2 separate regions of the Mus musculus genome follow, and region 2 is linked to region 1. A link is a contact called in public promoter capture Hi-C data. All regions are on one chromosome and are shown on one strand. Each heading gives the region's core, a stretch centred on a gene start, on an enhancer-like site or on the middle of the called end of the contact. The rest is flanking DNA. Distances are from core to core; before and after follow the strand shown. Region 1 holds the start of Rdh7 (retinol dehydrogenase 7). Region 2 overlaps Gm40805 (a long non-coding RNA gene).

Region 1 (3,651 bases), core at 321-2,820:
AGAGAGGAGCAGAGCTGCCACGTAATGGGTGCAGAGGACACGTCCCAGAAGGCTGCTCAACTGGGTCTAGAGCAGCCAAGATGGAACATTAGGAAGTAGTAACTTGAAATTATCAGCGGGAAGTAGATTCTAGCAGCATGGAGGTTAGGTAGATGCCCAGTTATTGTGCTGCATACGGCATATTAAAATATAAAGTCTGTGTGTGTCTTTCATTCGGGAACATAAACCATTGAGGTGGGAAGCAACCCCACACCAGGACTTATTAAATAAAAACTATTACTACAACCCACCCTTTTTCTTCCATTAATTAATTAGTAATTAACTTTACATCTCAATTGCTGCCCCACTTCTAGTCTACCCCTCACACAGTCCCTCTCCCCATCCTCCCATCCCTTCCTCCTCTGAGAGGGTGGAGGCCCACCTTGGGTATCTCCCCACCTTGGCACATAAAGGCCCTTCAGGACTTGAGAGCAACAAGACTACTTTGATTCATGCAAACTGAGTTAGAAAGTGGTGACCATCATATGTGCAGAGGGCCTATGTCTAGCCTGCAGATGCTTTTTGGATGGTGTTTCAGTCTCTGAGAGCCCCCCAAGGGTCCAGGTTAATTGACTCTGCTGGTTGTCCTGTGGAGTTCTTAACCCCTCTGAGGCCGTTGATCCTTCTCCCAGCTCTTCCATAAGAGTCCCCAAGTTTGGGCTGGAGAGATGGCTCAGAGGTTAAGAGCACTGTCTGCTCTTCCAAAGGTCCTGAGTTCAATTTCCAGCAACCACATGGTAGCTCACAACCATCTGTAGTGAGATTTGATGCCCTCTTCTGGTATGTCTGGAGGCAGTGTACACATATACATAAAATAAATAAATCTTAGAAAAAAAAGTCCCCAAGCTTTGCATCTGTTTCAGTCAGCTTCAGCCTACTTTTTACATGGCCCAGCATCCCCTGCCCAGGGGTGACCTGGGAATGTTGCTCCCACATAGAGGATTGGACCTTCCTCTGTCTATTAGCAACCAAGAAAATGGCCCCATGGATGACATGTCTATGGGTAATCCAGTGGAAGCATTTTCTCAGGTGAGGTTCTTCCCATTTGATCATCACTTGTGTGGGTTGACAAGAACAAACAAGAGTCACAACTAACAAGAAAGGCCTGTTTAGGGTAAAGTCATTTCCTCTCCACATCAACTCTGGGGGTCACAGTGTGTCTGGGACCCCAGTTTGTGTTTCATGTTTGGGGCCGGCCCTTCCCTCTTCCTGGGCAGCTACTATATTAGGAAGGTACCAGCTCTCCATGTCCTCTCCTGTAATGTGTCCTCAGTCCAAGTGCAGGTTGGCAATAGCTTCAAACTATGCTCACAATGTCCTGGTTTGTAGTTCCAGAGTGCAAGATGCAGAGACACAAGATGAGCCTTGGACTGGACCATGGGGCCTATGTAATGAACCAAATATGTATTCCCCCCTGAGTCCAGGGTCAAAGAGCTTAAGAGAATAGATCTGTGTTATTGAACAGACAGAGGTGTTTTCTTTGGCAGCAAGACAGGGAGAGCCAAAGGGCATTGAGATATCAGAAAACCCATACTGGTCAGAGGAACATGATAGAAACCTGACATTCTCAGTGCCTATACCTTCCTGTGTAAGCAGAGGCCAGGCTCATTTTGACACAGAATATCTCTCTCTGCTTGACTTCTACAAACCATGTGGCTCTACCTGGTTGCACTGGTGGGCCTGTGGACGCTCCTGCGCTTCTTCAGGGAGAGGCAGGTGGTGAGCCATCTCCAAGACAAGTATGTCTTCATCACGGGCTGTGACTCTGGCTTTGGGAACCTTCTGGCCAGACAGCTGGACAGGAGAGGCATGAGGGTGCTAGCTGCATGTCTGACGGAGAAGGGAGCTGAGCAGCTGAGGAACAAGACATCTGACAGGCTGGAGACAGTGATCCTGGATGTCACCAAGACAGAGAGTATTGTGGCAGCCACTCAGTGGGTGAAGGAGCGTGTTGGGAACAGAGGTACCACTGAGATTCCTGTCTGTGTTGCTGGTTTGTCTCCCTGTTTGAAGGGGGCCTCCCCTTTATACTCCCTGGCCAGATCCCTAATGGGGCTTGGGGGCCCTGAAGTAACCCAGCACATCACCTGAGTACTCTCTCTCTTCCCTCTCCAGCCCCTACCTTCTGTCTCCCAACTTTCTTCAAAGTACAAAAGCAGCACGGCTTTCCAAAATCATCTCCAACCAGGACCTTTTGTTCATGTGTCTCAAATGCCATTAGAATATTAGCTTTGCCTTTCGCCTTTTATCCCCCTCCCCTTGTTTTCCTTTGTCTTTTCCTCTGCTTCCTCATCTGCAAAGGTATTGTTAATCTGTAAGATGTCTTGGACCTTCGTTCTTGTTATTAGCAGACATGAGGTGGGTGGTTCTCGAGCAGTGAGCTGACCTGCCAAGGATCAAAAGAAGCGGAAGGTATCTGTGCTGTGAGCCATTTCTTCCGGGATGGGATGCACCAACCCTGCTGACAATATGCTGTTTTTTATCCCCCACTCTCCATCCAATGCCTGTCTGAATGGTCTCAGTTTACCCGGTGGAATGTGGATTTTAGTGAAAACTAGACCTGTGATTCTTTCTTCTTTCCGCTTTTTCCAGGACTCTGGGGCCTGGTCAACAATGCTGGCATCTGTGTCTTTGCTATCAATGAGTGGCTGAAAAAAGAGGACTTTGCAAATATACTGGATGTGAACCTGTTGGGCATGATCGAGGTGACTCTGAGCATGCTGCCCTTAGTGAGGAAGGCGAGGGGCCGTGTGGTCAACATCTCCAGCTCCATGGGTCGAGTGTCTTTGTGTGGTGGTGGTTACTGCATCTCCAAGTATGGTGTAGAGGCCTTCTCAGACTCCCTCAGGTATTAGATGGTTTTGAGGTCCCGTGGGGACCCTTCAGCGAAGTGTTTTATTATAATTGCAACCTTTGAGAACCCCTCATGAACAGTCTTTTCTTTTTGGTTTGGAAGGCTCTCTTTACCTTCTCCTTTCTGGAGTAAGGTGGTCACTCACTGGAAAACCACGCTCTGTGCCTGTCAGGTAGCTGAGGCCTAAGTTCACTTAGACTTGTCCTGCTCTGGAGGCCTGCCCCTTGGAAGCACCTAAGGCATCCACTGTACTTGGCCAAGAGCCATAGTTCCTCACGGTCTTTGATGCTCAGGTTGGGGATGCCCTGGGGGTGTAAGCATCACACTCAGCCCACCGCCTGGTGTGTATCAAGCTCTTGTTTAGAGCCCACAAGTCCCACACTCTCGCATGACAAAGAGATTTTTTTTTTTACCCTAATAAACAAATAAAAAACCCAACAGCAGCAGCAACAAAAATCCCAACAACCGATTGAAAGAGGAGAGGAGAGTGTGGCCAAGACTGAGAGATTATTAGCAGTAGTGACCATGTTGTTTGTCAGATTTCTGGAGGGCTTTGCAGCAGGGCTCTGAGGTAAGGATTAAACATGAGAACAGGGCATTATGGGTAATAAAATATTAACAGCCTGGGCCCAGTGTGACTGTTTGCAGAGTGCCTTTAGTACCTTTAGTCCTAGAGCAAAGGACAGGTTAGCCCTGCCAGTCATGGGGCTTGGCAGATTGTCACAGGGTGACTTTTGGAGAGTCTGAGGGTTCTAGAC
Region 2 (3,651 bases), core at 386-2,885, 61 kb before region 1:
CAAAGCAAGCAGCACAGGCACAAAGCCACTGCAATTTCACAGGAGACGGAGACTCACGTTTGTCAAGGGTTTTTATACCACCCGGTGTCACTGAATTACCTATTACACAGTTCCGAGGTAGCAACTCAAACCCTCCTTCCCAGCTCTGGGCTCATTCCAGTGGAGCCAGGATAGGGAACCCAGAGAATGCAGGAGAAGGTGGAGACAGAGGTTCATCTCAGTGTACAACTTTAATTTCAAAGACAGAACATTTAAAGAAGAACATGTCCAAAGTGACAGAGGATGGACGTTAGGACAGTGTCCCCTCTTCCTGTGTCTCTACTCATTCTGTGTCAATATCATTCTCAATTTAGTCCCTGTCAGGTTGGCCAGTAGTGAGACCCCAGACATTGCGGCACAAAGCCCAGACTTGACTCCCATTGGTCAGGTTTGGCCACTGTTGTCCCAGGGAAATGCTAGGTTATGTGATTCCCCCAACACACACACAGGAGCCAATCTGATGCAACTCACAGCAGGGTCTTTATTCTATTTGAGCTAGCTTGCCCCCCGGGCCCCTCCCCCACAACGTACCACCATCACACAGTGGTGGGGGAGCCCTGAATGTCTATCGAGGCAGGGCTTTATAGAAAGTAGCAAGCAGGGAATGTGTGTGCAAGCATCTAATTGAAAAGCTCCTGTGGCTTTTAACATGATTGGTTGGTGCTGGGAGTCAGACAGTCTGCTCCCTCTGCACTGGTGGTCGTTAGGCAGGGGGTGGGCTTGGAACATGGGTGCAGGTTTGTTGGGGGGAATAACCTGGAGACACTGGTCTTGTTAAGGGAGTAACCTGGAAAGTCTGGTCTTGTTGGGGATTAGCTTAGAGACTGCAGCTAGGCTCAGGTTTTGTTGGGGGGCAACTTGGAAATTAATGCTAGGTACCAGCCTGTTAGTTTACCTGAGTTCAAACTTAGGTCAGGGTCTCTAAAACGGAGTCTGAATTTAAAAGCTTTGGCATCTTACCACCACCCAAGCCTAAACCAATCAGGAGTATGGTAGGACAGACATTAATATCTATTTTCTCTTGTTTTTCCACAATGAAAAGAATTCTTTGCATCGAATGTATCGTGCTTCAGATAAAGAAATAGATTTCCATTCACGCTTTATCTAAGTACAGCCTTTGCCTAAGCTCTGTTAAAGTTCTTGCTATCAAAACAACTTTTTTTTCCCTTGGCTTTTTTGAGACAGTTTTTTTTTTTGTTTTTGTTTTTGTTTTTTGTTTTTTGTTTTTTTTGGTTTTTGGTTTTGGTTTTGTTTTGTTTTGTTTTTCCCCTCTGTGTAGCCCTGGCTGTCCTGGAACTCACTCTGTAGACCAGGCTGGCCTAGAACTCAGAAATCCACCTGCCTTTGCCTCCCAAGTGCTGGTATTAAAGGTGTGTGCCACCACCACGACCGCTGGGCTTACAACAATTTTTAATCCATAGCTCTGAAAAGAAGGAATACTCGATCCCTTGTGGTCAGAGACATGATGATGGGCTGTATCAGAATGTGAGAGCGATTCAGTCTTATGACAAATGTCTGAGGGGCTGGGGCCCTGACAGCTCCCACACATTCCATTCTGAATGGTTTTGTCAAACTGCTTCTATAACAGGCTCCCAGACCCTTAGTAGGCTGCCAAACCTTAGCCCAAATGACACCATTACAGAGGTGTCATTCAGACTTTGGAACCTAGCATACTTGCCAAACTTGGCACATAACAAATATGGACTTTGCCAAAACAAAGACCTGATTTGCCAAAGTCCATATTTCTGGCAAAGCCCCTAAGTGTGCTAACCTTGCTTTTTAGCTTCTGTAGTTCCTCTCTTGGTTATCTGTTCTTGCTAACTGAGGTGTGTCAACCCAGGATGCAGGGTGGGCTTAAAAGTTCATCCTGAGAAAGGCACAGGACCACTCTCAGGTCCCAACCACCCAGTGTAGTCACCAGCCGGGTAATTAAGACTTCCTATTGGTTTGAACCTGTGTCTGATGGTCTTCTCTGGGGGATATTCCACAACATTGTCAGACATCTATGGTCATAATCAAAATGCACACATGTACTGAAAATGTCTGTTCAGCCTCTTCTCTACTCAACTGCCAAGAGTTATAGCAGGCATCGATCCTATGTGTTGGTGTGAAAAATCAAGCCACTCCCTTTTGGAAATTTGGAATTTTATGATATTAAGAGGTATGGGTTCCAAGTCTTACTAATTTTTTAAAAATTTTATTTCTAAAGTAGCCAGCTAATTTTTTCCTCTCAAAGGCAAGGACTCCTTGTGTGTAGGCCAGGCTGGTCCAGATATCACAGTCCTGACTCCACCTCCGAGGGCTAGGCTTACAGTCGGCATCACCATTGCCGCTATTTCATCATGGTTTTGTCTCCTTTTATTTTTCAGTGATGTTAGAGGTTAAGCTTAGAGTTACACTTATGTTGAACAAATGCTTTGCCAGGGTCACATCGCCAGCCTGTTTATTTTGATGTTCTTTTTTTTTTTTCATTTTAGAATTGATATTTATTTCACACCCCATGAACCCCACCCTTAAGGTATGCAATTCATGGTTTCAGCAAATCTGAAAGGGGGTGCAACTGCCACCACTGTCTATACCACCTAGCTCCAGAACATTCTATCTGCTCTTAAAGGGTTGCTGTAGCTGTGGGTTCTCCGGACTTTTCCTCAGAGCACAAGAACCCCATCAACAACCCTCAGCAAATCAAGGGGAGGCAGTGAAAGACATTTCCTTTTTTTTTAATGTTTGAAACAATGTCTCGCTCTCTCCCTCTCTCCCTCTCTCCCTCTCTCCCTCTCTCCCTCTCTCCCTTTGCCTACTTGCCTCATGGGACAGAGCAACTGTTAGATCCTTGGACTTCCATTCATAGCTGTTGCTGACCATTGTTGGGAGTTGGACTGCAGACTGTGGCGACAGACAAGGTGGCAAAAAAGCTGAGTTCTACTCTCTCATGGGTGAAGAACACAGTATCGCACACAGTCAGTCAGATGGCCAGTCAGGTGGCAAGTCCATCTGCCTCACTACACACTACATCCTCATCTACCACACTGTCAACACCAACACAGTCACCATCTTCCCCATCAAAGTTGAGTCCAGACGACTTAGAACTCCTGGCTAAGCTGGAGGAACAAAACAGATTAATAGAGACAGACAGTAAGTCTTTAAGATCAGTGAATGGGTCAAGAAGAAACGGTGGTTCCTCTCTTGTATCAAGTTCATCAGCCTCCAGCAACCTCAGCCACCTGAAAGAAAGAAAGAAGAAGGCAAGCTCCAAGGACAGCTTAACAGGTCTGACTCTAACCAGTACATTAGGGAACTGAAGGACCAGATAGCAGAGCTGATTCATGAGCTCAGATGCCTAAAAGGCCAGCAGGACTTCTCCAGCCGACCTCCTTTTGATGGAATCCACATTGTCAGCCATCTAATAGGAGACGATGAATTGTTCCACTCATCGGATGAAGGTTTTATAGATAGTTCCTTACCGGAAAGTGCCATTGGTTTTCCTTTGCACAGAAAATCTGGCCCAATGTCTCTGAATCCCGCTTTGGCAGATGGCAGTGAGAGCGAAGCAGAAGATGGTATGCTGGGAACTCAGGAAGTGACCCTGAGGCTCCACAGAAGCAGCCCCCA

The links. Promoter capture Hi-C pulls out the DNA fragments that hold promoters and counts their contacts.
Region 2: a contact with region 1 is called in a promoter capture Hi-C map of liver, with 2.1 times the contacts expected there. The contact joins the enhancer-like site here to the promoter of Rdh7 in region 1. A contact is called at or near these places in 9 of 39 promoter capture datasets (embryonic stem cells, hippocampal neurons, liver and 3 more), 3 of 15 datasets of contacts at CTCF or cohesin (the G1E-ER4 cell line and embryonic stem cells), 73 of 484 Hi-C or Micro-C datasets (8-cell embryo, the AML12 cell line, the C2C12 cell line and 29 more), 20 of 115 datasets of contacts at active chromatin or transcription factors (bone marrow-derived dendritic cells, embryonic stem cells, extraembryonic endoderm stem cells and 8 more) and 3 of 9 other capture datasets (adipose tissue, embryonic stem cells and pancreatic islet).

The regions. Positions count from the first base shown.
Region 1 is chr10:127,886,652-127,890,302 of GRCm38.p6, reverse strand. It overlaps Rdh7 (retinol dehydrogenase 7), which reads left to right and starts at 1,570. Exons shown (of 4, transcript NM_001150749.1): 1 at 1,570-2,002; 2 at 2,632-2,887. The coding sequence starts at 1,690.
Region 2 is chr10:127,947,840-127,951,490 of GRCm38.p6, reverse strand. All of the region lies in intron 1 of Gm40805 (a long non-coding RNA gene), which reads left to right. It also overlaps the pseudogene Gm15900. Among named protein-coding and RNA genes, the nearest start is that of Gm40805, 2.8 kb to the left of the region's middle. Within about 2 kb of position 1,635, at least 4 of the 459 cell types and tissues checked have an H3K27ac peak or open chromatin away from gene starts, as enhancers often do. A contact at or near this core is called in hepatocytes and liver, where this site is marked.